Regions from separate parts of the Mus musculus genome. Here regions 2, 3, 4, 5, 6 and 7 are each linked to region 1. Evidence: chromatin contacts called from public HiChIP or PLAC-seq and promoter capture Hi-C data. All regions are on one chromosome and are shown on one strand. Each heading gives the region's core, a stretch centred on a gene start, on an enhancer-like site or on the middle of the called end of the contact. The rest is flanking DNA. Distances are from core to core; before and after follow the strand shown.

What was found. Promoter capture Hi-C pulls out the DNA fragments that hold promoters and counts their contacts. HiChIP or PLAC-seq counts read pairs in DNA pulled down with a chosen protein or histone mark.
Region 2: an H3K4me3 HiChIP or PLAC-seq map of bone marrow-derived macrophages shows a contact between it and region 1, with 2.6 times the contacts expected there. The contact joins the promoter of 4833417C18Rik here to the promoter of Nfe2l1 in region 1. A contact is called at or near these places in 1 of 39 promoter capture datasets (hippocampal neurons), 1 of 484 Hi-C or Micro-C datasets (CD8 T cells), 6 of 115 datasets of contacts at active chromatin or transcription factors (bone marrow-derived macrophages, embryonic limb bud, neural tube and 2 more) and 2 of 9 other capture datasets (adipose tissue and macrophages).
Region 3: a contact with region 1 is called in a promoter capture Hi-C map of fetal liver, with 4 times the contacts expected there. The contact joins the promoter of Rpl23 here to the promoter of Nfe2l1 in region 1. A contact is called at or near these places in 3 of 39 promoter capture datasets (fetal liver, liver and pre-B cells) and 1 of 115 datasets of contacts at active chromatin or transcription factors (bone marrow-derived dendritic cells).
Region 4: a contact with region 1 is called in a promoter capture Hi-C map of the SN4741 cell line, with 4 times the contacts expected there. The contact joins the promoter of B4galnt2 here to the promoter of Nfe2l1 in region 1. A contact is called at or near these places in 1 of 39 promoter capture datasets (the SN4741 cell line) and 1 of 115 datasets of contacts at active chromatin or transcription factors (pancreatic cancer cells).
Region 5: a contact with region 1 is called in a promoter capture Hi-C map of liver, with 2.8 times the contacts expected there. The contact joins the promoter of Mllt6 here to the promoter of Nfe2l1 in region 1. A contact is called at or near these places in 2 of 39 promoter capture datasets (liver and pre-B cells) and 3 of 115 datasets of contacts at active chromatin or transcription factors (bone marrow-derived dendritic cells, memory CD8 T cells and pancreatic cancer cells).
Region 6: a contact with region 1 is called in an H3K27ac HiChIP or PLAC-seq map of embryonic stem cells, with 4 times the contacts expected there. The contact joins the promoter of Igf2bp1 here to the promoter of Nfe2l1 in region 1. A contact is called at or near these places in 1 of 39 promoter capture datasets (neural stem cells), 8 of 115 datasets of contacts at active chromatin or transcription factors (bone marrow-derived macrophages, embryonic forebrain, embryonic stem cells and 2 more) and 1 of 9 other capture datasets (pancreatic islet).
Region 7: a contact with region 1 is called in a promoter capture Hi-C map of embryonic stem cells, with 2.5 times the contacts expected there. The contact joins the enhancer-like site here to the promoter of Nfe2l1 in region 1. A contact is called at or near these places in 1 of 39 promoter capture datasets (embryonic stem cells), 6 of 115 datasets of contacts at active chromatin or transcription factors (the 230-238 cell line, the NIH/3T3 cell line, bone marrow-derived macrophages and 3 more) and 1 of 9 other capture datasets (macrophages).

What each region holds. Positions count from the first base shown.
Region 1 is chr11:96,827,965-96,832,303 of GRCm38.p6, reverse strand. Nfe2l1 (nuclear factor, erythroid derived 2,-like 1) reads left to right here and starts at 2,336. Exons shown (of 5, transcript NM_008686.3): 1 at 2,336-2,485; 2 at 4,081-4,339.
Region 2 is chr11:95,856,511-95,860,849 of GRCm38.p6, reverse strand. It overlaps 4833417C18Rik (RIKEN cDNA 4833417C18 gene), which reads right to left and starts at 2,033. Exons shown (of 2, transcript NR_045187.1): 1 at 1,768-2,033; 2 at 1-856. Gm38959 (a long non-coding RNA gene) reads left to right here and starts at 2,399. Exons shown (of 3, transcript XR_880173.3): 1 at 2,399-3,145. It overlaps n-TQttg6 (a tRNA gene), which reads left to right and starts at 1,607; the gene lies at 1,607-1,678.
Region 3 is chr11:97,779,863-97,784,201 of GRCm38.p6, reverse strand. Rpl23 (ribosomal protein L23) reads left to right here and starts at 1,763. Exons shown (of 5, transcript NM_022891.3): 1 at 1,763-1,858; 2 at 2,313-2,396; 3 at 2,740-2,868. The coding sequence starts at 1,846. Snora21 (small nucleolar RNA, H/ACA box 21) reads left to right here and starts at 2,436; the gene lies at 2,436-2,563.
Region 4 is chr11:95,912,449-95,916,787 of GRCm38.p6, reverse strand. It overlaps B4galnt2 (beta-1,4-N-acetyl-galactosaminyl transferase 2), which reads left to right and starts at 1,917. Exons shown (of 11, transcript NM_008081.3): 1 at 1,917-1,968. The coding sequence starts at 1,958.
Region 5 is chr11:97,661,320-97,665,658 of GRCm38.p6, reverse strand. Mllt6 (myeloid/lymphoid or mixed-lineage leukemia; translocated to, 6) reads right to left here and starts at 2,247. Exons shown (of 20, transcript NM_139311.2): 1 at 1,979-2,247; 2 at 625-704; 3 at 119-173. The coding sequence starts at 2,087.
Region 6 is chr11:96,003,560-96,007,898 of GRCm38.p6, reverse strand. Igf2bp1 (insulin-like growth factor 2 mRNA binding protein 1) reads left to right here and starts at 1,955. Exons shown (of 15, transcript NM_009951.4): 1 at 1,955-2,440; 2 at 3,616-3,676. The coding sequence starts at 2,266.
Region 7 is chr11:96,048,386-96,052,724 of GRCm38.p6, reverse strand. Ube2z (ubiquitin-conjugating enzyme E2Z) reads left to right here. Exons shown (of 7, transcript NM_172300.3): 6 at 901-991; 7 at 2,311-4,339. The coding sequence ends at 2,481. Among named protein-coding and RNA genes, the nearest start is that of Ube2z, 15 kb to the left of the region's middle. Within about 2 kb of position 2,549, at least 13 of the 459 cell types and tissues checked have an H3K27ac peak or open chromatin away from gene starts, as enhancers often do. A contact at or near this core is called in embryonic stem cells, where this site is marked.

The DNA.
Region 1 (4,339 bases), core at 1,087-3,586:
GGGGGGGCTGGTGAGATGGCTCAGCTGTTAAGAGCACCAACTGCTCTTCCTAAGGTCCTGAGTTCAAGTCCCAGCAACCACATGGTGGCTCACAACCATCTGTAATGAGATCTGACTCCCCCTTCTGGAGTGTCTGAAGACAGCTACAGTGTACTTACATATAATAAATAAATAAATATTAAAAAAAAAAAAAAAAAAAAAGGAAGAGCAGTCGGGTACTCTTACCCACTGAGCCATCTCACCAGCCCCTACCTGCTTTTCTATTGCTAGAACCTTTTGTTTATTGCAGCAGATTAAACCCAGTGCCCCTTGCACGCTGGGTAAGTACTCTATCACGTTTTCTTTCTTTCTTTTTTTTCTTTTTTGTAGTTAACATCTAGGTTCCATGCTTCCGTGTACTTTTTGTTTGCTTGTTTTGTTTATGAGCAAGGGCATGCATGTGGCCCTGGCTGTTCTGGAACTTTCTATGTAGCTCTGCCTGTTCTGGATGATTAATTATTTCTCCAGCGGTGAAACGAGCCAACTCAAGCCAGATCAGGGTATATGTAAGCAGGTTTATTGGGAAACTGCTTCCAGGCAGGTGAGTTCACTGGTCCGGAGCCACAAGGTCAGGGGGAGGGAGACAGAGGGGAGGGGAGAAGAGAAAGAGAAACAAGTGCAGAGGGAGAGAAAAGAGAAGGGAGGGGCCAAGAGAACTAAATGTCTGGATTGTACAGGGAAGAGCCTGTGGGGAGTCTGTGTAGAGGGTGAGTATGCCAGGTAAGGACTGAGGAATGCTGGGAGGACCTGGAGGCCAGGTCTACTTTGTAAAGTAAAATAACCCCTCTGAAACCCAACACTTGTAGCCCTGGCTGATCTTGAACTCTTCGTACATGAGAATGCCCTTGAGTTCACAAAGATTCCAAGAGTGCCAGGATTAAAGGCATGGGACACTATGCCTGTTGTTTTGAAGACCCAACAATTAATACACAAATGTCTAGTTTTCATAAATTTTGTATTCTAGTAATTTATTGGGACACACTAAAAAACGATGAAGTAAAAACAGTCTTTGAAAGTGTTAACTAGCTCAAAATAATTTGTTTCCATTTAAAAAGGTATGTGGTAGCTTAATAATTTTTGTAAGAATCAGTTGAATTCTTGGTGCATATTATATCTGTGAAACGTACTTTACATTCTGAGAACCCCTCCATATTGGTGCTAACTCTCCTAGCACAGCGTGAAGTGAACTTATCTGCTGCATTATCAGTTGGCCTTGTCCTTAATTGCACAAGGACAGCGAATAATGAACTGTCAACTAGATTATGGCCTCTTAAAAGGAGACAAGAACTCAGTTGGCATCTCACCTCTGTCCCACAGCTACACAGTACAAACTTCAATACAATGATTTCCTACATGTGGTCTTCGGACCAGCTGTATCAGAATTACTTATAGGGAACGTTATCAGGCCCCTACCACAGGGTCACTGAACAAGAATCTCACAAAGGCTTTGTAATTTGGAATCTAATAAATGATGTTGAGAGCACACTTATATTTGAGTCACAAAAAATGTTTTGGTACTATAGTTGTATGGGGAACTCTGGCAACGATGGAACGTTCCTGAAAAGCAAAAACTAAGCTGTGTGCGAGGTTAGAGGAAGGGGAGGGGCTCTTCCCGGTGTTTCTTTGATGGCAAAAACGAGTTACTATGTCCTATCTATCACACTACCAACATTTCTCTAAGGCCCTCGTCTGCCCCGCAGTTTCCACGACCTGACTGTTGCCTGGGCTACAAGATGCCACCCTTCCTGCCTGACGAACAGGTTACACCAGGCTCTAAGGCAGACAGGGGGTACCGGTTTCCGTTGCCAGGACTCAAGATGGCGACACGAACGTCGCGACCATCAGAGCCACATGCTCCGTACTCCGCCTCGGCCCCCCCCTCGGATCTCACTGGACTTTTACAAGTCACCGTGGGGACCCTCAAGGACGGAATCTCGGGCTCCGGCGTCAATGCTCCATTATCTGCCTTAAAGGACCGCATTCCTAGGCACACAATGAGCTAGAATCACCTAACTTACAACACCGCCCACCTCCAACCCGCAGCGGAGAGGTTCAGAATGCCGGACACTAGGGCCTTCGCCTCACTCATTGGTGGGTCCATACCGGGGGGCGGGCCTGCACACTCATTGGACTTCTCTCCACGTCAGTCTCGGGAGGACTGTGCCGAGTGGGCAGACACAAACTCGACTATTGGGTTTTCTTTGCTGTCAATCAAAGTGACATCCGGTGACGACTCTAGTCCCGGCTATCTGATTGGACCAACTGTTTCTGGGGTGGCCGTGGCGGGCGGGTTTCCGAGTGCAGTGGAAGGAGGGGGCGGGGAGGGAAGCCGAGGCTGGGCGCTCCAGGCCGGCCGGAGGTGGCGGCGACGGCGGCGGTGGCGAGGCCGGGACTTGGGCTGAGGGCCTGCTGTGGCGGCAGCGACAGACTGTGACCTCAGCAGCGGGTACCTGCTCTAATTCCCTTCCCCAACGAGATAGCCGCGGTGCAACAGGGCCGAAAGCTTGTGGGATAAGGGGCGGCGAGATGTGGTTGAGGAGCAGGAGGCGGGACCCGGGAGGCCGAGAGGGGTCTTGATCGGGCTCGGGCCCTGGACACGGCCGGAAAGAAACGCGGGGCCGACCAGAAAGCGTGTTCCTGGGTGGGCTGGACTGAGAAGGGCCGAGGGCATGGGAGGGCGTGGTGAGGCTGGGCTCGCGAGCGGGGTGGGGCCTGGGGAACGGAGGGCGGGGTGAGGCTCGCTTTTAAGGGTGGGTCAAGGCCAGCAAAGTAGCACTTGTCGCTCCGTGTCCCAGAAAGCTTGGAGGCGCGTCGGCGAGAGTGGGCATGGCAGCTTGGTCTCATCCAGACTCGGGTACGGCAGGGTGGGACCGGACTGGGGCCGGAGCGCTCTCTCTTTGGCCTTGTGGGCTTTGAAGAACTTTGTCTGCTCTCTCAAACTTTAAGTGGCTCTTGGGAAGTTTTAGTAGTAAATTGCGCGAGGACGGGCGGGTTTCAAAAGCAGGGATGTTTACTCAACCGAATGAGGGTATTCGTGGGTGTGTGTGTCTCCTACGTGTCGCTCCCACTTCACCTTTAGAGCGAAGTTGATAGTGGGCCACAGTAGAGGAGTTTAGGAATTTAATGGAAGCTCAAAAGTAGAAATCAGAAATGGGAAGGCAAATTTACCTTCTCCCCACTTGGCAAGTGAGATCGAGAACTTGGCCATATCCTTCTGCTTTGGCTCAGAAGGTCATGTGAATAAAGCTAAAACCTGTGAATTCAAATTCCAGGTGGAGCACGGCTCCACAATCTTCCACTGTCCTCCTGTACCCTACCCTGTTCTTTTATTTTGCCATACTGGGGATTGGACCTAGGGCCTCTAACCAGGCACCCGTGATCTGTATCCTTGTCCTGGACATTCTTTTATTTTACTATTGAAACCAGGCTGGTCTTAAACCCCTGATCTTAACGTTTCAACGTTCTGAGTGGCCTGTGCTATTAGGCTGGTCTTTTATTTAAAAAAATAAATTAATTAATTAACGAATGAAAGAATGATAGGAAAGGGGAAATGAGATTTCAAAAGTTGGAATAACAAAAAGGCATATGAAATGGAGGCCTGAACATTTTCATGTATTTTTTCACAGTCTCTCAGTAATAATCTCTGTCTTCTCTTTAGAGTTGGAAAGGACAATGACATGGGAAACCAAATTTTTTTAAGGATAGGAAATGGACTTCTTGTGCTAAAATTAGAAACTGGGTAATGTGTTCTATTAAGAGTGTTGGTAAATGAGACAAAGTGTAAGAAAGTTTTGAATGCCTTGCACGCACAGTCTGCTTCAAATAAGACCTTTTAGGAAGTGTGGCAGATTTAATATTTAGTATTTAGGGTGCTTCTTTCCTTCCTTTTCCTTTCATAGTTGGCACAGCAGGTTTGGCTTGGCTTTTCCGTGTAAAAGTAACCTTTACACGTGTTTCCTACTCTCTGCCCGAGCTTCTTACCCTGACCATGAAGTGAAGAGTGTGGAATCTTATCTTGTTGTTCTGTGATTCCCATTTCAGGGTTCTCTGGAAACCCCCCTGGTAAGTGCAGAGGAGGCGGGACACTCTGACCCAAGACAAAGACCTGTAGCTCCAGCCAAAGAAAATAAACCTTAGGAAGGAGAAGGGGGGGAAAAAAAAAAGGAGGAAAGAAAGACTCCATCAGCTGTTGGTGTGAGCAGCCTGCAGTGGATCTCCATAGAGGACAACTAATGTGAATCCGAAAGTGACTGTGTATGGGCTGTGGTGAAGTAAGTTGAGGGCCCTGAGCGCCTGGACT
Region 2 (4,339 bases), core at 784-3,283, 970 kb after region 1:
AGTGCCGACTGTTCTTCCTCAGGTCCCAGCGACTACATGGTGGCTCACAGCCATCCGTAGTGGAATCTGATGCCCTCTTCTGGAGTGTCTGAAGACAGCTACAGTGTACTTACATATAATAAATAAATAATAATAATAAAAAATTGTAAAAAAAAAAAAAAAAAAGAAGTGAAAAGCAGAGCTGTTTGGTTTGGTCTTTTGTCTCAATACATGTTTGGGGGCGGGTAAGTGGTGCCAGGGGACCTCTACAGAGTGGTGATCTGTAGGAAACAAGGTTGCTCAATTCAATACAATTAAGCAGCCAGTGTTGGTTCAAACTTTGCAAGCCTGACCCCAAGTAGTTTATTTGGTGAAAACTTACCTGGTGATAATTAACCCAATCACCTGTGCACAGCACAGCTTAGGACACCACTGCACTGGAACTCTTTGTAAAGTACATGTGACATCTTCCAGAAAGATAGTTTCTATAGACTGAGAAAAACATGCTCACCGATAAGAGTCCAGGGAGGAACTGGTGAGATCTCAGCCTATCAGTCTCAGGTCACAGGCCATTACCCACATCTGCTCCCAGCCTTCTGGGCAGAAGACACGTCATACATCTCTCTCACTAAACAGACATTCCTGTGTAGTTAACATTCCTGGTGTCCCTAGTGCTTATCTGAGCCTCGCACACAGGTTATTTCTTAAACTCTTGTAGAGGACTTATACAATAGCCATCATTATGGGGCCAAGCCTCACTATATTATAATAAACAATACATAGTCCAGAGCATCCTTGAAGCAGCCTCGAGGCACAGATGGATGTCCACTAGGGTAATGCTCCGAAGGTGAACTGCTGAGTCAAAGTGTTGACTGACCTGCAGAAACACATTTAGGGAAAATGAAAGACTAGACAGTGCAGAAGTGGGGATTTTGTTGTTGTTTTGCGGGATATGTGTGTGTGTGCGCGTGGTGTGTTGAATGGTGGGTGTCTGTTGTTAAAATTCTGACTGGGTTTTTCTAAGGATCGGCACACTAGAAGTTTCGGTAGTCCGGCCTTTTGAAGCGCGGGGGGAAGTGCTGAATTGGAAGCGCCAATCTCCCTACAGATAATTTGCATAGCGCGGAGCAGGGGCTGCGGCATCCACGTGCGGCGCACTCTCCAGCATCCCCGTCTGTACCCCAGGTTTCGTCCGGGGTTTGAACGGCTGTGCCACCACGTGCCAGTCCGCGTCCTTCCCCGCTGGGCCAAAGCGTCCTAGCCACAGCCCTCCTGATATAAACGCAGAAAACAAGTAGAAAGCCCAGGCTGCGTGCGCCGAACCTCCTGCCCGGAGTCCGGGACCGGAGCCGGCTTTCTCCGGACTTGGTCCGATCGGACGACCAGCCGCCCTCGAGACTTGGGGTCAAGAGCCGGGACCCTTGGAGGATCACCGGAAGAGGTGACAGACACCTCGGGGCCCATGAACGTTTGGAATTCGTAAGGACATGAGAATCTCGGTGGTTCCGTGTCTGCCCGCCATCGCGGCCACCGGCCACGGGCCCAAGCCAAGTGTAGCGAAGCTTAGAAAAGGTTGCCCAACGTCATGTGGCTTGAGAAGGCTGCCGGGCGCCTTAAGCCGCCAGCAGGTCCCATGGTGTAATGGTTAGCACTCTGGACTTTGAATCCAGCGATCCGAGTTCAAATCTCGGTGGGACCTCACTGAACCTTTTTTTGGCCTTAGAATCCCTGTTTTGGGGCCTGCAGGAAGTAGCAACCAACCCGAGCCTCCGCAGGGAATGCACTGACCTGTAGAATGGACGTTCAGCTTCCCTCCCTGTGTCTCAACACGATTACATTTCAGGAACAGCCTGGGCTGGGAGGCACTGCGCACGCGCGCCGAGTCGGGCGGAAAAATAAACGAGTTGATGGAAGACTGAACATAACTTTACCCAGGAGGGAAAACGAAAGAACCCGAAGGATCCCGAGGCTTTCCTGTCTGAGTACCGCTGCACACACCGCGCCTCGGAGTCCCCGCCCCCTACCCTCTGATTGGCTGCTGTGCAGAACGCGCGGTAGGATTGCTTTGTGAGCCGCGAATGAAGTGGCCGGACGGGGCCGGGGGGCGGGTAAGTGGTGCCAGGGGACCTCTGATTGGGTACAAGAGAGCGATTCCCCGAGGCTTGTGCGTTTAGGGGTCATAAACCCGTGTTTTGGTTCTGCATTGCTCACCCAGCGAGGTTGTGTTTCAATTAGACAACAGTCACTTAGTCAGGCTGGCAGGCGATCAGTACAGTTTCTCACCGTCCATGAGGTGTTTCTCCGAGAGAAGGGCAGGAATCGCTAAGGATTTCTTTAGCTGCATCGCGCCGCGGGTGGAAAATATGTACAGGGAGTATTGTATCTTCTTTGGATTAAGATCTGGGATTTGTGTTCGTCCCTGTGGGATAAATGACGAGGGAGCCTGCTGACGCATTATGGTCTCCCTACAGAGTGATTGGCACGGTGGCTATAGGTTCTCACCCTTGGGAGGATGCCATGGAAACCAAAAGGAGCCTCTCCCGACTCTCCGATTAATTCTCTAAGCATGCCTCTTGCAGACACAACCCACGCACTCTTTAAAACATCTGAATGGATCAGTTTGAATGAACCATCGCAACCTCAAAAAGATCAAGACGTGAGAGGAGGCACACTTGCGCTACCAGAAAATAAAGATGCTTGTTAACTGTACATTAAAGAAATTAAGATAATGTCTGGATGGATAAACATACCGATGGAACAGAATAGGGAAGCAAGATGCAGCCTCACCTTTATGCATAGTTTATAATAACAAAGGTGTCACAAATTTAAATAATAATAAAAGGTAGCACAACAGAGTTAGGGGAAAGGACCTACTTGACATCCTGCTGTGTGCTTGCTTATAGGGAAAGAATATGAAATCGGATTCTTGTTAACACTAAACACAGCAGAAAGTCCCAAGAGAATTGTTGACCTGAAAGTGACAGAAGCGGTGAGCTTGGCTGACGACATAGGGGAATGCCTACACCTCAGTTTAAACAAAGCCCGAATAAAACGCACAGACGAGGACTGTGCTACTCCAAGTACCATCAGAAGAGTGAAAATATCTGGGCCTGTTGCTCAATGGTGAACTGCAAGGCACTCAGGGCCTGGCATACTAAGAGAAAAGGTAAGCCACAGACTAGGGATATGCATGTGTAATGCATAAATAGCAAATAAATCTAAATAAATTCTCAAAGCCTGTAAGAAAACTGCCTGCCGAAAAATAGCAAAACCTGTGCTAGGGGCATAGCTCAGCAGGTAAAGAGCTTGCATGCAACCATGCTGGACCTGAGCTCCATCCACAGAACTCATGTCAGAGCTGGGCATGCTGGGGATTGTAGTCCTAATGCTGGGGAAGTGAAGGCAGAAGGGTCATTGGCCAGCCAATGAGAGAACCTGTCTTTAGAAAGAAAGAAAACACCTCACATTGACCCTGGCTTCCACATTCATACCAACATATGCACGCCTTTAATCCCAGCACTTGGAAGGCAGAGGCAGGCGGATTTCTGAGTTCGAGGCCAGCTTGGTCTACAGAGTGAGTTCCAAGACAGCTAGGGCTACACAGAGAAACCCTGTCTCGAAAAACCAAAAAAAAAAAAAAAAAAAAAAAAAGAGGAAAATAGCCTCAGACTTGAAAATAAGCTCACTATGTAGGATATCACTAAAGAGCTAAATCGGACAGGTCACACCCACCCGATGACAATGCTAAGTGTCTCCAAGAACATGGGATAAGGTGGGCAGGCAGGAGCATAGGTTAGCAGTAGAACACACATAGAGGTGAACACACACATGGGCCCTGGCCTGACACCTGCACATACATGGGTCCATTCACGTAGGCACAGATGTGTAAATAAGACAAAACCGACAGGTACTGCTCAGCATCATGGGACATCCCTGTATACCAATACCCGGTGTTGGAGTCGGGAAAAACCAAAACAACGCAAGCAGTCACAAAAGTCCAGCAAAGCAAGATCTTTATTGGAATTAGGCAACAAAAATCTGGCCAGTCAGGGACAGCAGCACATACTCAGACTGTCCAGGCTCAAAAAATAAGAGCCTTGGCTGTTCTTCCAGAGGACCTGGGTTTGATTCCCAGGACCTCCATGGTGCTCACAACTGTTCACAACTCCAGTTCCAGGGAACCAATGCTGTCTTCTCAGGCACTGCTTGCATACACATGGTAAACACACACACGCACACACACACACACACACACACACTCGCCAAAACACTCATACCCTTAAAAATAAGTCGCTCATTTGGTAGAGTGCTTGCTTAGCATGCAGAAAATCCCATGTTCATTCCCAGAGCATCTTTAGGA
Region 3 (4,339 bases), core at 514-3,013, 950 kb before region 1:
CCAGGAGCAGAGGCCCAGCTTTGGGGGTCTTACTGAGGCAGGTGAATGTTTGAGTTTGAGGCCAGTCTGATCTTCAGTGGTAGTTCTAGGATAGCCCCAGGTACACAGAGAAACCCTGTCTCAAACAAACAAACAAATCTTGCATATGTTAGGCATGTATTCCAGTACTGAGAGACACCCCCTAGCCATTTTTCCTATTTGGTATTTGGTATTTTCAGATAGGGTCTCTACATTGTTCAGGGTGGCCTTGAACTTGGGATAGCATCTGAATAGGAGAGATGACAAACTATCAGGCACTAATGTTTCTATTGCAACCTGTCCCTTCACCTCTCCATACCTCACTGTCCTTTCTTCATAATACTTCTTCCCGTTTGACAACGATATACTGTATACTGGAACTCTCACAATTACTCCTATTATTTAGGTTTTTTTTAAAGATTTATTTATATTATTTATATGAGTACACTGTAGCTGTCTTCAGACAGACCAGAAGAGGGTATCAGATCCCGTTACAAATGGTTGTGAGCCACCATGTGGTCACTGGGAATTGAACTCAGGACCTCTGGAAGAGCAGTCAGTGCTCTTAACTGCTGAACCATCTCTCCAGCCCACTCCTATTATTTAGTATCTATTACCTGCCTCCAACCTCTACCCTGGCAGAGGAAAACCCATAAAGGCAAGAATAATGCTCTATTTTATTCCCTCATGTAATCTGGACAGAATCTGGCCCTGATATAAGTATTCAACGCACATTTGAATGAATGTTTCAACAGAAGGTAAGGAAAATAGGGAGAGGTTGAGGTAGTAAAAGGGGAAATTAATATTAATAAATTAAAACATGTCCAGTCGGGCGTGGTGGTGCACGCCTTTAATCCCAGCACTTGGGAGGCAGAGGCAGGCAGGCGGATTTCTGAGTTTGAGGCCAGCCTGGTCTACAGAGTGGGTTCCAGGACAGCCAGAGCTATACAGAGAAACCCTGTCCCCCCAAACAAAACAAAACAAAACAAAACAAAACAAAACAAAACCTGTCCATCTTGATTATAAGCAAGCATAAACTATCCTATATTTAAGCTTTACGAAATTTTGCACATCTTTAAGAAGCAACAAAGCCAATCAATCGGTCACGGTTAGCTGTGGGCTAAGTCTAAGAATAATTAATAATAAGGTACTGAGTTGTAGTCCGAGCGGCTGTGTGAATGTCACTAATAGAGTATTGTTAACTCTCATGACGAAAGAATGTTATGGTACCAAACACACAGACTCATCTGTAGCGCTCCACTTAATTGTTCCACAGCCAAATGAAACCATTCTGAACTTGCTCTTGCCCCATGTGTCTGTTCTTTAGGAACCCTTACAGAAGAATTTATTTTACTCATGTATTTATTTGTTTTGAGGAAGGATCTCATGGGTAGCTGAGGTGATGTTGAAATCGCCGCAATTCTCCTGCTTCAGCTCCCACGATGCCGAGATTATTGGCGAGCACCACCACACCCGCAGCAATAATTTTCGAATCCCTGTTATCCAGAGAGGGGCTTGGCCACAGAGCTCAAAAGAAGCTGTTAAGCAAATTTTAAAAAGCCAAAAGGCAATGTGTCCATATCGCCAATTACTTCCGAGGCGTTGGGTGTAGCCCCAAAATTACTCGCCCCTACACATCTTAAGCGCAGCTTTCCCACGCAGAACGGTCCCGCGGAGGCCCAGGCCTTTTACGTCATCTAGCTGCGACCCGGGGAGGGAGGCGGGCTGGACGAGGTCCGGTCACGTGGCTGAGTGGGCGGGGCCTCCCGTTCATATCCCAGTGTCCCCTGTACTAACTTCCTTTCTGACCCTTTCCGGGCGTTCAAGATGTCGAAGCGAGGTGAGGAATTTTGAGTTTGGGGATCCGTTGGCATCTGCCGCGCGGGATGGCCCGCCCATCCCTTGGCGACGGCCCCCGGCGGCGGTGATAGTTTACAGTCCCGGGGCCGGAGATAGAGAAGATGGGGGCACCGCGGAGGCCTAGAGGGAGCCCTGAAAGAGGGCGATGCCAATGGTGTTGAGCTGGTGTAGGAGCGGAGCATGGGGCCGAACGGAGAACGTGGGGTCGACGGGACTGCGCGATATCTGCGGTCCCCGCAAATGCAGACGAGGTTGGAGCCTCGCAGTCTCCTTCTTCCGCAGGAGGATGCAAATAATGGGCACGGCCGGGTCCCGTGACAAGTGCGTGGTAGCCGGGGAGCGGCCGGCCCTCGCCGAAGCGTGTGCGGTGGGTTATAGTTGGGAACTGTGAGACCGAATGTGGACCCTTGTCCTGTCTGTTTCCCTCCCCGCAGGACGCGGTGGGTCCTCCGGGGCGAAATTCCGGATTTCCCTGGGTCTTCCGGTCGGAGCTGTGATCAACTGTGCAGACAACACAGGTGAGGCCTTCGGCCGCGTCCTGCCACCGTCCCCTTTTAAAAGCACTCAGTGAGCCTTTTGCTAGTGACCCACTGAGCCGTCAAGAAGGGGCAGAGTGAAAAACACCACTTTTGGGTGAAGTGGCAACGTGTTGTGTTGTTTAACTTCAATCGGTGTTGTGACAAGACACTTCTGAAAGATTACTTACAAGCCCGATGAGTTTTACGAAAACGGTTTGTTTTGGTTTGTTTGTGTTCATGCTTTTCTGAGACTGAGTTACTTGGTGTATAGCCTTGCTGACTCTATATTGTGAATTCTGCCGGTCTCATACAAAATTTACTTTTGTTTGTTTTTTTCCTATAGGAGCTAAAAACTTGTATATCATCTCTGTGAAGGGAATCAAGGGACGGCTGAACAGACTTCCTGCTGCTGGTGTTGGGGACATGGTGATGGCCACAGTTAAGAAAGGCAAACCAGAACTAAGGAAAAAGGGTGAGCGGGGAGGAGAGCTTGTTTTTTTGTTTGGTTGCTTGTTTTGGTTTGTTTGTTTGGTTTTTTTTTTGACAGTGTTTTTCTGTGTAGCCCTGGCTGTCCTGGAACTCACTTTGTAGACCAGGCTGGCCTCGAACTCGCCTGCCTCTGCCTCCCAAGTGCTGGGATTAAAGGCGTGCGCCACCACGCCCGGCCCTGGGAGGCTCCTTAAGTCGTAGTGGAAGGTAGAAGTTCTCTGGGTGTTGGAAGATGGGATCTTAATTCTGTGGCTGTCAAGGAAGCTACACATGTGAGAGCCTTTGAGATCAATGCCTCAGCTCCCTGTTTGAGACAAGGCTTGACTTGGTAGCACAGGCTGGACCTCAGTGTTGGGCTTACAGACACGGCCACATGTCTGACTGCTGCGGTTTATGGAACACTTTGTTTTTTCTCTAATTAGGGTCTTTTCCGTCTTTCATGCTATGTAATCTGCCACTCACCTGGCTAAGTTCTTCCCCTGTAGTAGACTATGTAGTCTTACCAGAAAAGATCTTCAGTTGGTTGTCTGTCCCTAGCTGTCAGTGCAGATGACAATGTGAAATGGGTGTATTTTTGTGGGTTGTTGTCCGAACACCTGGAAGCAGACACATTGTCCAGAGGCCTTGTGATAGACACTGTACTGGGAGCTGACTATTGGTGTATTAACTACCCTGAAATGTGTTCTCATCAGGTAGATGAACAGACCTCAGAACCTCCTCTGCCTTGAGTGTTCCAGCTGTAGAACTTTCTTGGCAGGATCTCACTGTAAGCTTGGCTGTCCTTGAGCTCAGACCTACCCACCTCAGCTTCCTAGTGCTATCAGGCACTGTTCTTTTTCCAGAGATATTCTCGAAGTCCTTTGGTGTAGTGCAAGTGAGGCCTGTGGGGTTGCTTCCTAGCAACACTTTGTTTCCATAGGAGCCACCTTGCTCTCAGCATTTAGTTCAAAGTCTTTCACTTTAATACTTGAGGGGACGGTGACATTGTAGCCAAACTTACCCTAGTGTGGTTACACTGAAATGAGTCTACCAGGGCTTATCCTCTTCTCAGAACACTTCTAGGGCCTGGTTGGTGGCTCAGGAAGCTGTCAGTGAAGAGCAGAGCATGTCCCCTTACCCCTGTGGTATGATGACAGCTCCACACACTGTTGTCTCCAATAGTGGGGAGAGGGATATTCTTAGTGTGTGTCAGGTAACAGGCTTGGTCAGTGTTTTTGGTTTTTTTGTTTGTTTTTCTAGACAGGATTTCTCTGTGTAGCCCTGGCTGACCTGGAACTCACACTGTAGACCAGGCTGGCCCTGAATTCAGAAATGCACCTGCCTCTGCCTCCCAAGTGCTGGGATTAAAGGCTGTAGTCTGATTCTTAACTACCTTTAAACAGGCCAGGTGGTACTAGACTTAACTCCAGTTGTTCTGGAGACCTAGGTGGGGAGATTGTAAGTTCAAGGCTTGC
Region 4 (4,339 bases), core at 668-3,167, 920 kb after region 1:
AGCATGGGCTGGGAACAGTTAGGGTAGGGAGTGGGGTGGGAAAAGCAGCCACAGGCAGTTGTGAAACTGAGGAAGTCTGCATGCAGGTCAGCATCCACTTTGGCATACTACTAAATACCACAAATAGTCTTGTCCTGACCTGACAGGCGCCATATCACTACCCAGAAAGCTGAATTCATATCCACCATGAAAAGAAAAGGGGCTCTCTGACGCCCACCAGCCCGTCTGGCTTCTGCTTCTCTCTCCCCAGCCCTCTCTCCGAGTGTTTACCCCCTCCCCCGCCTCTTTCTCTGTCTCTCTTTATCTCTTTTTCTGCTTCTACTTCATTCTCAACCCCCTTTCCATCCCCACCTCAAAAAAAAAGCAAAAAACAAAAAACAAAAAAAGAAAGAAAAAAAAGAAAGAAAGAAAAGAAAAGAAAAGGAAAGGAAAGGAAAGAAAAGAAAAGAAAAGAAAAGAAAAGAAAAGAGGGAGATCAGACTTATGATGGAGTTGGAAAAAATGGCTTTATTCTTTCTTTTGAGTTTCTTGTATATTCTATGGCAATCCTGTCAGGTGTACAGCGGGCAAAGATCCTCCCTCCCCCACGCTGCATTCTACGAGTTATATATTCATCTAACTGGTGTGTAACTAAGGGTGACCCTGGATTCTGATCCTCCTGCCTCAGTGACTATATCTTTCTTACCCGGTTGGATATTTAGGATTACTTTGTTTTTAGCCGTACTTCCTTTCTGGGACACGGCAAGGTATACTATGTGTAAGCAGACGATTGCACACCGTCCTCTGCATACCTGAAACTAGCCGCATGCACGCAGTTTGGCAGGATCAGAACAACAGTAGGATCCCATTCTCGTCTCAACGGAGAAGAGCCCCCCCCCCCCGAAAACCACCCCCAACACCTTTCGAAAAGGGTTTCACAAACACAAATGCGGAACGATTTCGAGTGAAATTCGCTTTTTTCCTACGTCCAAGCAAAAAGGCATTATGTGGTCCGATAGGTCATTGTAAGAGAGATTGGGCTACGGATGCGGCTTTGTTTTCCTGTCACGACAATTTGCGGTAGAGTGTTAGGGGAAAGGTAAGGACAAAGGCTGAATTTGAGGGAACTGAAATTTGAGCTGTAGAAGGGCCCGAGATGATAGGGAGAGCTAGGAGTGGACTACGAAACTGTGTTTCTTTCTAGGGTGGACAGAAAAGCTTGATGACCCGGGGAGGCTGAGAAAGAGAATTAATTTGGAAAGAAGCGCAGGGGCCGGGTTGCGGGTTGCAGGTTGCAGCGAGCGCCCAGGTTATCCAGGCCGTGCTAGGACACGCCTTGAAGCCCGGAGGACCGCTCTGGAGCGAGAGCAGATAGAGCGGAAAGCCATTTGCCCGGATGAGGAAAGCGGTGGCACGGGATCGTACTTTCTCCAGCTTCACCTAGTTCATCCTGAAGTTTGGGTAAAACCCTGAATCCTCTCTATCTCCCTCTAAAAGACCTGCCCACCAAAGAAATGGGGGTGAGCAGAGATGGCTTGCATTTTTAGCCCCGAACCCAAAGGACATAAAATACACCAAAGTGGGTTGAGACGCTGCTTACTGTCTGATTATCCCCAACTTGCCTAGATTTCTTCACCTGAAAATCAAGCCACAGAACTGTCGTCGGGGCTGTTATAGTTTATACAAGTAAATAAAGCGTTAGAACCTGACTGTAACTCTTCTAGTAGGAAAAGCCTGGGCGTTGGTCACCGGAGGGATCATGTACCGGGACATAGGCTCCTGGCGCCGCACAGCCACAGTGGACCAACTTAAATAGTGTCAAAACCGTTGGAACACATCCTGGACGCGAGGCAAGGTCCAGCGCCTGGGCGGGGGTTGTGCGAGGTAGGCGGGCGCGGTCCCTGGGACTCGCAGCTCATTCCTGCTCGCGTCCAGACCTGCGGTAGGCAGTCTGCAGAAGTGGCTGGAGCGAGCTGCGATGACTTCCAGGTAGTGAGTGTCCCTGGGCCGGAGGAACGTGGGCACGCGGAGTTGGGGAGGAACAGGTGTAACGGCGGCAGCCAGCAGTGCTCAGACAGCAGGCAGCCGGCTGGTGGAGCCCGGGGAGTCTTCGCGTGGGTGACAAGGATCTCCCGGCACAGTGCGTGCCTTCCTGGCTAGACATCCCGCTCCTCTCTCCCGTCTCAGACGCTGCGCCGGCTCAAACCCGGAACCGGTTTTCCCATGGGAAAATCCGACTTGGAGGTTGATCTCCAGGGGGTGGGGGGCAAGTCCGAGCGTGGGGTCGTGTCTTGGGGGTGCCGGGTGCGCTGAACGGGGATCAGGCGCCTACCTGACTGAGTCTGGTACCCAGCTGTAGGATGTGGGTTTAGGCAAGTGTAAGAGCCTGGATCCCTGAGTCCTTTCCAGAGAGTTTTATAGCAGCCCTCACAGAGCCAATGGGTTTCAGAAGGTTGCATCAGGAGTAAGAGGCTCAGCTGTACCTCAATGCACCGCACAACACCGTGGAACGCTGAAGAGGCTGAACTTAGGCGTGTTCGATTAAGTTTTACAAAACACTCAGAAGGATCAGAAACGAGTTGTGTGAGTTAGAAATCATTTTGGTGTGTTACACACACCTCCTCAAAGTTTCTCTCTCTCTCTCTCTCTCTCTCTCTCTCTCTCTCTCTCTCTCTCTCTCTCTCTTTCTCTCTCTTTTTTCAAAAGCAAATGCAGTTAAAGGGAGGGGCATGTAGCTCTGATGGTGAAGTGCTTGCCTGACACTCAGAGGCCAGTCACTACTACTAAACTACCTGGAAGGCAGAGGGCCACAATTCTGAGGCCAGATGGACATCCGATCTGATCTCAAAACTTTCAAAGGGGCTGAGGAAGTTCCTCAGTGGTATACGGTTTGCAGACTCTGCACCAGGACCAGGTTTGGGGGGGGGGGGGTTGTTTGTTTGTTTTTAAAGCACACATTTGTTCCACAAAGGATTTAGGGAGAGAGTGGAGGAAGGCAGATATTGGGAGTCTGCTGTGCATTGCTAAGGAAGGGCTTCAGGAATCCCAGAGTCCTTCAATATTCTTTCTAGCTTCCTGCTTCCTGCATGTGGGAGGAGATAGGAGCTGGGACTTCTGTTTCATAGACTCAGTCAACTTGAATGATGCTAATGAACACAAGGCTGGCACATTTTGGGCCAGACTTTGTTTTTCCTTCACTTATAAAGAGCTAGAATTGTACCCTTAGATCTACGATTTTCATCTCTGAAGTCTGCTATTTTCCTGTTTTGACTATACAGTGCTGGCCAGTGTGGCCTTGGGGAAACATCTCTTCCAACTTCTGACTTTCTATTTCTGAAATGGGACAGTTTCCCTCAAAAACAAACAAACAAATAAACAAACAAAACCCACACAAAACCAACCAAACAAACAAACAAAGCCAAACACTTCCCCAAATAAAACAAAAACCCAAGAAGAGATTAGTGTCCTCTAAACAAAACTGACTATATATTAATTATTCCACTCATTTCAAAAGCCAGTGTGATGGCTCATGTCTGTCCACTCTTCAAGGTCATCTTTTGCTACATTGTGAGTTTGAAGCCAGCCTGGGCTACATGAGACCTTGGCTCCAAAGGTGGAAAAAAACGTTCAATTCATTTTATACGCCAGGAGCACCTAGGAGAGGGCTCCAGGATTATGTCTCTGTAAAGTGGACTGAAAAGCCTGATGAAGGAAGAGGGGGGCCAGGATGGAGAGATGCACTCATTCCTATGCAGCACTGATTCAGGGTGGAGCGGCTGTGTTCTGGATTCTCCCAGCAGCTCTCCTAACAGTTCCTATGAAGAATATACTGCACGTATCTCCACTTTACAGTGGGGGAAATGGAGGGAGAAGGTTGTCTGAGAACCATGCTGGAAGGAGCTGATTGGATTGTAGCAATTGTTTACTAGAATTTTATTTAACCAGTGTTGAAGAACTTTCTCTCTCTCCTCCCCCCACCCCCCACCCCCTTTCTCATTTTCACACACTCACTTAAAAAAAAAGAGCTAGCTACTGGATAGTCCCTACTATGTGCTGGGTATCTTTTTTGTTGTTGTTAGCTTTTTTTGTTTTGTTTTGTTTTTTGTTTTAGGGGGGGTTTCGAGACAGGGTTTCTCTATATAAGTGCTGGGTATCTTTTTTTGTTGTTGTTGTTGTTGTTTTTTTTTTTTTTTTTTTTTTGAGACAGGGTTTCTCTGTATAAGTGCTGGGTATCTTTTTTGTTGTTGTTGTTGTTGGGTTTTGGGGGGGGTTTCGAGACAGGGTCTCTGTATAAGTGCTGGGTATCTTTTTGTTGTTGTTGTTGTTGGGGTTTTTTTGTTTGTTTGTTTGTTTTGTTTTG
Region 5 (4,339 bases), core at 998-3,497, 830 kb before region 1:
AGACTGTCCCCTGCGTCTACAACCTTCCTGTACCAACAGGAGCAGGGAAAGCCAGCCTCCACCCCACACCTGCTGGGGGGCCTGGCTGACCTCAGCAGGCGTTCAGGGTTCCCCTCACCTCCATTGTCAGTCCTCTTCAATGCCCCATCTTTGTGCGGGCACAGCTCACACCTCTGCCAATGCAAGGAGCACAGGGATTGGGGGGATCTGCTGAGCTGGGCCCTCCCTGAACTCATCCAAAAGGCCCGAAGATAACATAAGATCTGGGTGGGGGCTGAGGCTGTAGAGCAAAGAGGCTCCTAACTGCTGAAGGCTGAATAAGGAGAACCTGCTGGTCACTACAGCGGCCCCTCAACTTCCATAGCCTTGAAAACCTTTCATAGTAAAAAGTTACAAAGCAGCACATAGACACCCCCCCCAAAAAAATCAAAGCCCCCAAGCCGGAGGTGAGGCGGGGCAGAGCTGAGTGCAGAGCTGAGGGAGAGATGGGGCTGGTGATAGGCAGCAGCAAACAGGAAATCCTGAGTGACAGAGCTTAGTCCTGCCCCAGCCTCAGGGTACCCTATTAACCTGCAGGAGATGCTCAGGTGTAGGGGAGAGGAAAGGGAGAGGGGCTGGACTCACCACCCTGGCTGCACGCTCCTGAGATTCACATTTCCTGCAGAACCAGGGTCCTGTTGGCACCTGGACGATGCCATAGCAAGCTAAGGGTGGGGGAAGGAGACTCACTGAGCAAAGCCATCAGCCAATGGTTCCCCCCCCCACAGAGTAACTGGGGGCAGGCAGGGAAGAGACCCAGCCTACTAAAGCCAGCCCAGTAGGTGGGGCTGCTCCCCAGACCCGGGATCACTCAATGGAACAGGACTACAAGAAATGTCCAACCGCATAGAGCCAGCCTTCAATCACACAACCAAGCATTTCAAACAGGGGCAAAAAGTCTGACAGAGTCCTTGACCTTAAACTTCCAAAGATCCTCCATTCTCATCCCACCCCTCTCCCTTTTTTCTGGACCTGAATTCCTCCCCCTCCCCCCCCCCCCCCCCCGCCGCCTCTGCCCTGACCAGTCCCCTAGGCACCAGAACAAGAAATAGTCATGATTGTAACACGTTTTGTTGTTATGAGGGGAGGGGGGGTGCTTCTTAAAGGGCCAGTAAGGGATAAGCCAAGGAAGTCGGGGGTTCAAGGACCTCATCTTCTGCCTCTGTCACACGTACAGGTCAAAAGTGAAAACAGAGGGCAGGTGCGGGGCAGGTACCCAGAGGAGAGTGGCGGGAAAGGCCCGCAGCCACAGCATTAAGGGTTGTCTTGGGAAGGGGGGTGGTGGTGGTTGCCTGTGCCAGACAGGCGGAGATGCCAGCCTGCGCCCTCGGCAAGATTCCTTAAGGAGTTAACTCCCGAACCATGTGCGGCGGCAGGGGGAAACTCCAAACCTCTCTCTCCTCCATTCCGGCCCCCTGTAAAACCGCTCTCCCAGCCTCAGCTCTTCCCCGGAGGGTTTCAGGATCCCTTCTCCCGTGGGACCCTTCTCCTCCCTTCCCAATTCCGCTCCTCCCAGTATCCGGAAGCGAAGGGGGATGACCCCCCCTTGACCTCTTCCTCCCGGAGCGGGAACCAAAATAAACCGGGCGGGAGGGGGGGTTACCTCGCAGGTAAACATTCCCGGGACAGCCCTGACACCGGCGGTGCGGGGCTCAGGGAGTTCACTCCTTGCGCCCTGGACTCTCCCCAAAACTCCTTCAACTTGGGGTGGGGGGCGCGGGACTGAACAATAGGCAAGAAAACAATGCCTGACCCGGTCCTGGAGGACCAGGCTGGGGATGGGGGGGAGCCCACGCCGCCTTTCGCTTCAGGTGGGTGGGGGAGGGGCAGGCGCCCCAGGAGGGCTCCGGAGGGCGCGGCCGAGGGCACCCCGTGCGCGCGCCGCCCCGGGGTCCCGCAGCTCCCCCCCCCCCGCCGGCCGTCTCCCCCCTCCCCTTACCTTGGTGGACGGCCACGCTGCACGCGTGCCCATCGCAGTAGACCAGCGGGTTTTCGGCCCAGCCCCTCTCGTCCGAACATACGCAGCAGCCTCCTACCATCTCCTTCATACTCCCATGAGCTCCCTCCGGGGCTGGGGCTGGGGGCCGGCCGGCGGGGGTCGGGGGTCAGGGGGGGAGGGAGGGAGCGGGGGCCGCGCGCCTCCTCGCCCCCTCCTCCGCCGCCGCCGCCGCCGCTTCTTTTCTTTGCCTCCTCCTTCCTCCTCCTCGGCGTCCTCCTCCTCCTCCTCGCTCGCTCTGTCTGGCCGCCCCCCCCGCCGTGCTCTCGCCCTCATGCCCCGACGGGCCCCCCCCCCCCAACAATGAGACTCGCGCGCCGCGCTCCCCTTCCGCGCCGCTCGCCGGCTACCAGAGCCGCCCGGCCGCGGTGCAAGCAGGGCCCGGCGGGGGAGGCGCCGAGTGGCACATCGCGGGCGCCCGCCCGCCCCGCGCCGCCCGCTCACGCGCCGCCCCCCCGGCCCCCCTGCCCGGCCGCGGCAGCCATGGCCGCGCGCCTCCGCTCGCTCGCTCGCTCCCGGCCCGCCCGCCGCCGGGTAAAGTCTTAGGTTCAGGGAACAAAGCCTGGCTTGGTAGGGAGCTTTTCGCTCGTGCGCTCAGTGCAGCTTTCCCCGTCTTTTCTTTTTCCCTTTATGACTCTAGGTGGGTAGTTCCCGAGTCCTCCCCTCCGTGTCACACTTTGGGTCTCCGGTCTCCCATCCCCCTTCTCTGGGTGTTCTTCAACCCTAGGGAAATCTAGGGAAGATGAAAAAAACCAGGGCTCTTAAAAAGAACTGGAGCGATGTTAAACCATTTACCCGTGCTTGTTCTTGGAATGGGAATGGTGTCTCTGGATGGCAGCTCATGGGTGCTGTCCCTGGAGGTCACTCTGGAGGGTAGACAATGCCACGTGTAAACTTTTACTTACTTTACAAATCTTTTTTGTTAGTTTGAGACAGGATCACCAGTAGCTCCGGTTAGCCTCGAACTCACCACTTAGTGAAGGATGACCTTGAACTCCCAATTCTGCCTCTGCCACCAAAGTGCTAGAGTAAAGGCGTGCACCACCACGCCCCGCACAAAAATTTGTTGAATGCTAGAGTCGGCTGCGCGCCAGAGTAGAGGTATTCCTGCCCTCCAGGAACTTCCCTTTGAAGTCTTCAATGTCAAGGTCTCTAGGCACCTTAGGGGTACAATGAGGTACCCCACCTTAATTCAAGATCTCTGTTCTAAGTCGTAACTCCACCCCTAGCCTCAGGGCGTGCCTTGCGTTTTAAAGTGAGTAAAGCTGCCTCGGAAGTGCTTGCCAACAGAATCACGCCTTGACTTCTGGGCAGGTATAGAATCACAGTAGCGTACAAAAACGCACCACGAAGGATTAAAGTCCCCGAAATTGGGTCTAGGGTTTGATGGAAAGCGACCCAAGACTTCCCCCAGACTGGTATAAGCCCAAAGACGAGATCTGATTCCCCTTTTTTCTTTGCAAGGGGAAAGACGGCGCCCCCACAGGGACCAAAGGTCAAATACCCCCTCAGCGGGAGGTTGGGTGGCAGAGGGGAGAAGGCAGCCCTGGGGGCTTCATCCACACTTCAAAGACCTCTAGGCCGGGAACGCTTCCTGGGGGGGAGGGGCAGAGGGCTCGGAGAGGAGATGGCGGGCTGGGGGATTGAGGGTGGAGGGGGCCGCTCCCCCTTCGGCGCACTGCCCCCCTGGCCGACTCTTCCGCCGGGCCCGCCTCCTTTTCACTAGCACCTGTTCAACCGGAACATCAAGGGGCCAGAGCCTCCGCGTTTCTTTAGTACCTTTCATCCCGGAAGGGGGGGGAGATGAGTCCCCGCCCAGGAGGGGGGAAGCAAGGAGGGGGAGAACTTGTCCTTGACCTGGTCTGTGGCGTCAGGGATTTACTCCCTTAATCCTGGCGAGGCGGGAGTTTGGGGAGGTCTGTGAAGCTGAGTTCTGGGCTGGAGCCCTCAAATCTGCTCAGTTTGGACCCTGGGAATCACGGAGGCTGAGGGAACGAAGACACTGTGTCTAGAAAAGTAAACTTGCGGTAGTCTGTTTTACGACTTCTGAATCAGGACAGGTCGAAGGCCGGGATCTCGGCTATGACGATTTTTTATTCTGTGAAGTGTGCTCATACGAAAAGTTAATACTCAGAAGAGGAACCTTACTTGGGAGTTTCTAACGAATGACTTTTACCACCAAGAGTAAAACTACAAGAAAGCCGTGGAAATGTCTGTCCTAACTAACTCTGTGGCAGTTTCACAATGTTGGGGAGTATTTGCATCTGAAACCCTTATTGTCAAAGTGGCCAGTTTGGGGTTCCC
Region 6 (4,339 bases), core at 706-3,205, 820 kb after region 1:
CCTCCCCCGCCCCATTTCTTCCCGGCTCTCCGGGAAAACGAGGAGGGGGACAAAGGTGCTGGGTGTTGTGTTTTAACTCCCGACTTTCCGAATGGTAGGGAATCATCCGGCAGATGGGCGGTGAGCCGAAGTCGGAACTGGCTTATAGACTCTGCAAACGAAAAAAATAACAATAAAAAAATCCAAGCCATTTATATCGGTGCAGTCAACACGTGTTACGGAGGCGGCCCGGGCCGCAGGCGACTGAGACAATGGGATCGGGACGGGGGAAGGGGAGAGTGACCCCCTTCCTCACCTGCCCTCTCAAACGCGTGCCCCGACAACCCTCCTCCCACTTGCAGACTCGAGCGGCTCAAGGACCATCCCTTTTTCTAGGGGTGTTGTCGCCGGCCCCTTCTCCGCGGTGGCCAGGCAGGGGGCTTCTCCAGGGTCTCCGTGCCTCGCTCTCCACCTCCCTCTGGCGTCGATCCAGCCTCAGCCGCTGGAACCTCGGGTGTCCCCCGCGTAGAGCCGGGGATCCCGGTACTGAGTGTGCAACGCGTCCCGCGCTCCGCTGCGCGTCCGGGACTCCCAGCGCGCGGCCCCCTCCCCCACCTCACAGACGGGGTGCGACCGCCCACGTGTCGCCCCTCGCCCAGTCCGGTCTTTCCCTCGGGCTCCCGGAGCCTGAGGATCCGGAACGCGTCGGTCCTAGCGGAGGGAAGGGACCTGGGCGGATCCACTTCCCCCTCCCCACGGGGAGGGGGGAGGGCCGCAGCCCCCTCCCCCGCTGCTCGCTTCCTCAAGCGCGGAGCGGAAATTACCCCCTCCCCGCCCCGGGCTGACCTGGGGACGTGGGCGGGGCCTCTGCACCCCCTCCCCCGGCGGCCTTCCAAAATCCAGCACCCCAAAACTAAGTTCTGAGACCCACAGCCTGCGCATGGACCATCGCTCAGTGCATCGCGGGTAGAGCGGACGCAGGCGGGCGACGCCACCTGTCCGCTCCTTGCGTGGGGAGGGCGAGGGGGACCTCGGAGCTCAACCCGGTCCCTCCCTTCTGAAGCCAACCCCTCCGGTTCGGGGTCGATCGGTGGTGCGACCACCCCTCGTCGTTTTTCCCCCACCCAGTTGATCTTCGAGGATGCTCTCGAGCCGGGTCGTGCAGGCTTTCCCCCAAGGATGCTGGAGTGTTGTCATCCAGCAGCTGGACTGGGTGCAAGCCAGCTTTTCTCCAGTGGGGATCCCGAAACATGATTTCCTGCGGGTCCCTCGTTTTCAGGCGCTGTCTCTCGTGTCCCGTGTCCGCAGCTTCCCGATCCCGCGCTCTCAGGGTCCCCTGAATCAGGACCCGGGAGGCCAGCGAAGTCTAGCGGTGTAGCGGGAAAGACAGTGACCCCCTACTTAGAAACGTAGAGGAAAGGCGTCTTTCCTTTTAAATAACCGGTTCCTGCGACCCCCTCCTGAAGACCCCAGAGTCCTCAGCTTCTCTTTGTCTGTCTCGGCAGTCCCCCGCCTGTCAGTCGCTAGCAGTTTGCCGGGGTGGGGTGGGCAGCCCAGTCTCCACAAAACGAATAAAAAAATTACCGTACATTTTATTCCTAAGAACTGGGGGGATTTGGGTCGCCACCGCCCTCCCCCCGCCACCCCCCCCCCCCGTGCAGGTCGCTGTGGGGGCGGGGCGCCGCTTTAGGGGCCAGGTTCTTGCAAAGGGGGAGGGGGATAGGAGAGCTGGGGGGGGAACTCTGCTTCCACTTTCCTGGTTTACCCGTGGGGTGCGCTGAGTGCCGCCCCCAAGATTGGAGACTGTTGGGTTGGTCCGGGTTGGAGGGCCAAGGGGCCCGGTGGCGTCGGGGGTCTTTCCCTGCAGGGTGGGTGGGGGCTGTCACCACGTGGCTTCGCCTTTTTTTTTTTTCCTGCTCCATTTTTTTTTTTTTTTCAAGTCGATTTTATTTAGAGGCGGCGCCAGGGCGGCCGCGGAGAAACGTGACACACCAGCCCGCTCGCAGGGGTTTCGGACCGAAGGGAAGGAGCCGCGCCGCGTCGTCGTCAGCCTCCCCTGCACTCGGCGGGCACTTCTCCCGGGCTCACCCAAACTCTCCCGTGACCCCCGCGTGCCCTCAGGCCGCCCACCCGCCCGGAGCTCCGGACAACTTCAGGGGTGGGGTGCGTAGAAAGTTTGCGGCTCCCGCCGCCCGTCTCCACGCCTCTCGGCCTAGGAGGCTCTCCGCCCGCGCCCGCCCGGCTCGGCCTTGCCTGGAACCGTGTCCTTGCCCCGCCACCGCCACCATGAACAAGCTTTACATCGGCAACCTCAACGAGAGTGTGACCCCCGCAGACTTGGAGAAAGTATTCGCGGAGCACAAGATCTCCTACAGCGGCCAGTTCTTGGTCAAATCCGGCTACGCCTTCGTGGATTGCCCCGACGAGCACTGGGCGATGAAGGCCATCGAAACTTTCTCGGGTAAGAGCGCGGCCACCTCCCCGGAAAACACACACACACACACACACACACACACACACACGAAATCCCGGAACAACGGGGACCTGCAGCTCCTCTTTTCCTTGCCGGCCAACTCTTCCCGGGTCCGGGAGGGCTCGGCCTCCGTCTTCGGTCCCCAGCCTCGCCCGGCCTCCCTCGACGCCTTCTCCCGGCGCGGAGATATTCGGGATTTCCTCACCCCTTCCCCCAGCCCGAGGCGCTCGTGGCGGCTCCCTACACCCCTCCCCACCGACGGGGCGGGAGCCCCGGTTGGCAACTGGTGGGGGTGGGGGTGGGGGTGTCTCACGAACACTGGGGTTCGGGTATAGGCGTGGTTTCCCCGATTCCCCCCCGCCCCTAGTCAGCCCCCCATGCGCTAGAGCACCCCCAAAGCCCCTGCCCTCCGTCCCGGGCCTTTCCAGGATGGGGGTTCGCGCACCTCAGCTCTTCCCGCTTTAACTAGGGACTAAGCCCTGAGGCAGGACGTGGGAGGAAGGGGCTCCCGCCTCCCGCCCAAGGCCTGGGGCTTGAGCCATTTTGATTTGAAAGTGGGGCGTGAGCCGGGTGGCGCGGCGGCGGTGGCGGTGGCGGCGGCGGGTCGCCATGCTGCTTCCCGAGACGCCGAGGCTGGGCCGAGAGGCGCGCGGCTACCGCGAGGGACCCTCCGCCCCGGGCCGCGCCGCCCCGGGGGCCCTCCGCTAGCCCTGTGGCCCCGACCCGGCCTGGTCGCCTAAGCCCTTCACCGTGGCTCTGCTGGAAAATAAAGTTTTAATTCTCTACTCCCGCCCCACTTCGCGAAACGATCCTGCTTTCGCCTGTCTCCTTCCTTCTACTTCTGGAGCCGCCGAAGCAAGCGCGCTCACACAAACGCTCACACCTTTCCCAAATCTGAGCAGGCTGCTCAATCAGCCCACGTGATTAATGGAAATAAAACGAAAAAAATTGAAGAAAAAAAAAAACCCAACGAAATTACGGGTTCTACCAAACCCGGAGCAACCTTTCCCCCCACAGGCCTCTGCAGCTGGTGCCTGGATTTCTAGGAGGCCCCAGGAACTCTAGAATTTAGCTAATGTCCCTTACTCACCCTTCCACCCCATCCCTCCCCCATTTCTTTACACTCATTCATCTCTTTTTTTTTTCTTTTTTTAAATCTTCAGGGAAAGTAGAACTGCAAGGAAAACGTCTAGAGATTGAACACTCAGTCCCCAAAAAACAAAGGTAGGAAAAGAGTTCCTTTTGGGAAACAGTAATATTTAGGGGTCCATAGCGTCTCCAGTGGAACAAACCCATTACTGGCCTTTCCACCCCCACCCCCAACTCCGGATGTTGGGGGCTGGGAGAGATTGGCTAGGATCGTGTAGTGGTTGTTTTATAGCTTTAGAAGAAATCCAACAACTTGGGATTGGGGTGGGCTAAAAGACATTACTTGAAAAATTAAAGAGAAAAAAAATCAATAGAGCAGGAACTCTGTGGAGTTAGTTCATAGTGTGGGACTGGGACCATTTTCTGTATGGGAGTTTAAATATGGAGAATTCAAACTAATGGTGGTGGTGATTTTTTTTTTTTTATAACTTTCTATCAGGCCTCCTTTTTCCTATGTTTCTCATCTTTTTTATAACACAATTTGTTAGTAGATTTGAGAGTGTTCTTTTTCTACTGGGGGTGATTAATGAGCAACGTACCCCATTCAGATCTCCTTATGCTGGCCTAATAATTTCTGTTATAGGCATGGATTTTGTTGCCCCCCTACACAGACCCTCATCCCCAGTCCCTCGCATCTTATAGTACCTCATCAACTGGATTTTCAATGAATGTGCTTTGGCCGTGCTATCCCTTTCCAACCCCCCCACCCCCACTCCTTCAGTCCATTGTTACAAGGGA
Region 7 (4,339 bases), core at 1,300-3,799, 780 kb after region 1:
CCATCTGTTCTGGTGCCTAGCGCCTGCTTGGTGGTTGGTTTTTTCTTTTATTGTTTGGGGTTTTGTTTTTGGTTTTTTTAGTTTGGTTTTTTTGTTTTTGGTTTTTGTTTTTTCTTGGGGTGGCCTCGAACTCAGAAATCCGCCTGCCTCTGCCTCCCGAGTGCCGGGATTAAAGGCATGTGCCACCATGCCCGGCTTTTTAATTTCTTTTTTTTAATTGTTTATTTTATGTAGATGAGTAGCTGAAGACACTGTAGCTGTCTTCAGACACAACAGAAGAGGGCACCAGACCTTATTATAGATAGTTGTGAGCCACCATGTGGTTGCTGGGAATTGAACTCAGGACCTCTGGAAGAGCAGCCAGGGCTCCTAACTGCTGAGCTCTCTCCAACCCCCTTTGATTGTTGTTTTGTTTTGGAGACTAGGTTTATCCATAGAATCCTGGCTGTCCTGGACTCCTGTTGTCTACCTTTTAAAAGTGTGTGTGGGGAGCTAAATCTGAATCTGGGAATGCTCACTTGTTTGTGTGTTTGTGTGTGTGTGTGTGTACGCGCGCGCGCGCATGTGCGCGCGAGTGCGTGTATATGCGCACATGCGCATTTGTTTTCTGAGACAGAGTTTCTCTGTGCTCCTTAGATGAGGTTGGCTCAGATCTGCCTGTCTTTGCCTCCTGAATACTAGGATTAAAAGTGCAATGCCACCACCACCCAGCCAAGAATGTTCACTCTTCAGTGGTGCCACACACCTTTAATCCCAGCACTTGGGAGGCAGAGGCAGGTGGATCTCTTGAGTTTAAGGCCAGCCAGGGCTACACAGAGAAACATTATCTTGGGGGGGTGAGGGGGGATGTGAAGGAGGGACCCGTGCCTCATGTTTCCCACTGCTCTGTTTAATTTCCAGGGGAGTGATGGAGAAGTCCTTCCTGGAGTATTATGACTTCTATGAGGTGGCCTGCAAAGATCGCCTGCATCTTCAAGGCCAAACTATGCAGGTAATATTGTCTCTCTCTCTCTCTCTCTTTTTTGTTTGTTTGTATTCAAAACAGGGTTGGTGATGCCTTCTCTTGTTGCTAATTCTAAGCCCCACACAGAGCATGGACAATCACCCTCACACAGGTTACACCCACATCTCATAAAATGTCACAAGTAGAGAGGAGGCCAGAGAAAAGACTAACTTGCTTAAGAACATGAAGAGATGGTTTCTAGTCATACTCAGAGTCAAGTAGGAATTATCTGTTCCAGAACATACATTATAAGCCTTTCCTTTCTAGGAGAGTCCTTTAAACTCTTATAAGAATATCTAGCCTGCTCAAAACATCAAGGGTGGTAAAACAGTCACTGTAGCGATTCTGTCCCTGACCCTAGGGGCTTACAGAGAAAGGTGACTTAGGGTAGCAGTCGTGCATAGTGCGATGTTGATTCCTGCTTTAGAGGTAGTAACTAGTTTATTCCCTACTGAGGAAGTGTGTTCTGGCTTCATATAAGAAAGAGTAGGGGCTGGACAGATGGCTCAGCGGTTAAGAGCACTGACTGCTCATTGGGAAATCCGTACTCTTGACTTTTACACCTATCTGTGACCTTAGAAAAGCAGAGTATCCTTTGTGTAGACAGAATATGGAGGGAGTTTATTTTCTTGAGTTTTCAGAGGTTGAAAACACAGGCCCTCAGGCCAGAGAGATGACTCAGCAGTTAAAAGCACAGGCTGCCTGATACAGCAGCTGTCTGTAACTTTTCTTCCTGGGGATCTGAATCTATCTTCTGGCATCTATGGGCACCTTACCACATGAGCTGCCTGTGCATGCATACATACATATATACATGTACATACATACATACATGTAGGCAATGTACTCATACGTATTAAATAAAATAGCTGGGCAGTGGTGATGCATGCCTTTAATCCCAGCACTTGGGAGGCAGAAGCAGGCGGATTTCTGAGTTCGAGGCCAGACTGGTCTACAGAATGATTTTCAGGACAGCAAAACCCTGTCTGGGGTGGGGGTGGGGGGTATTAAATAAAATCTAAAAAAAAAATTAAAAGGAAAGCACGGGCTCACCCAATGATTATGATATTTCATTGAATTTCCCCATATCCTCTTTTGCATATTGGCTTCTTTTCGGATTGCAAACCTATTTTAGTGTTAGCCCAAGCTAGACCTGTTTGGAGCTACTAGTAATACACTATTTTATTTGGAACCATTTGGACCACCTGTACTTCCTCTGTGCCAGAAGGTGAGCATGCATTTCAAAGCTATACTAGAGACTTAAATCTTACATCCCCTTGTGGATTTTTTATTTGTTTCTTCCACAGGACCCTTTTGGAGAGAAGCGGGGCCACTTTGACTACCAGTCCCTCTTGATGCGCCTCGGACTGATTCGACAGAAAGTGCTGGAAAGGCTCCATAATGAAAATGCTGAAATGGACTCTGATAGCAGCTCCTCTGGGACAGAGACAGACCTTCATGGGAGCCTGAGGGTCTAGACCCTGCTCCCCTGCCCCTCCCCCAACTCGAGAGTCCCAGCAGAGCCCCTCCCCTCGCCCCAGGGACGGAGAGGCACTGTGCATCTCCCTTCAAAGGTGTCCGCAAGGTGGCAAGAAGCAAGCAAGCTCAACCCCAGGGGGTGGGGGTGGGGCTGGTCCCAGTCTGACCTCTTTGGTGCTGGAGCACCTAGGGCAACAGTCAATCCTGGATCAGGGCCAGGGTACTTTTGTGAAAGTACCTGGAGTGATGGCCTCTGGCAAAGCTAAACAACCAACACACCTCTCTGCAGGGCCAGCTAATTAGGGATAGGAGAAGACAGAAAATGAGAACCCAAGAGGGAGCATGCCCAAGTGGTTTATAGGGATATCTGGGAGTTTGGGTGGGGGTGCTGTCCATGACACTTAAGCAGTCTGGTTGGTTATCTGTTTGTCTTCAGTCTTGAAGCAGGGCTTCCCAACACCCTTTTCTTCCCCTCCCCTATTTCCCATGGGCCAGCATAACTTTGTTTTTCCTAATTTATATAGTCACTGTTCTAGACAGACCAAAGACAAGGAACAGTGGTGGAGTCTGGGCTGCTGATCAGTAAGCTTTACCTAGCACCTGAGCACCTTCTCCCTCACACCATTTCCTCCGAATTTTAGGTTACAGGTAGAAGGTAAGCCAGCTGGAACTGAGCCCAGGTCTCTGTGAAGTCTGCATGGGCGTCAGGAAGCTGCTCACTGTGTCCCCACAATCACTGATTTGAAAGGTTCCCAGCACAGGCAGCTGCAGCCTGTGTGGGATTTGAGCCACTACATAAAATAGTCTCTTACAGATTGTCCTGAATAGTAGTCAATGAGGGTGGTTTTCTTGGGGTGGAGCACGGTAAGACTAATGCTAGTCCCTATTTTGTTTAGCTGTTACGTCTGTAGTCCCTGTCCTCCCTTCTGTCCTACCCCCATCCCTGGGGATTTGTGAGCATGGACAGCCAATGGCTCGAGGGATTGTGGCTGGGACTCTGGAGACTTCTCCCTTTATCTTTCCCTCTTTGTCACTGGAGCTGTTCCTTTCTTTGAATTTAGCTACAGTGACCCTTCAGCTGGTTGAGTAAGGATATGTGTTTTCAGTGGCTCTGGGTTAGAAGAACCTATCCTTCCCAGGTTGATACAGTTCACACTTTTCAGGGTTGCTGTTCTGGCTTCCAGTGGATGGTTAGTGATCCACATGATACAGGCCTTCTGGTCAGTGTCCAGCCCTGAGAAATGGAGAGAGCCACCTGCCCTGCCCGCTGCTATAAAGGTCTCTGACTTGTGGATCATGGGACTCCCTTGCAGAGATAGGGAGAAGATAGGGCACAAAGAGGGACCTCTTGGGAGGGCAGAAAGCAGAGAACTGGACAGGGACAGGTCACTTGGGGAGCAGTTTTGTTTTGGCTACATGGTGGCTGGGTCATGTGGAGGTTTGAAAGGGGACTCTGCTTCCAATTTCCCTCTTCCATTCCCAGAGCTAGTCCAGGGCTGAGGATGCCTTTGGTCTGTGGGTCCAGTGTTGTCTGTCATCCATTAAGTGTTCCCACTTTCAAGTGACAATCTTCTCCTTGGCCCTGCCATGGGGCAGAGCATGTCCGGCATAGCAGCCTGACTTTTATGCCCTGGTTTTAAGTTGAGGAAATATATGCACAGGAGTCAAAGAGATGTCTTTATATCTGACTGTACATAAATGAAGTTTTCTTTTTTTCCTTTTTGGTGCAATAAAGTTTGTTTTGGCAGAAGGAGGAAGCGCCTGTGGGTGTGGGAGGGTTTGTGTAAAGAAACGGAGTCACCTGGGCCAACCTGTCAGGAAGGAGTTTTTTGGCAGCTGAGTAGATGCATCTGTGGA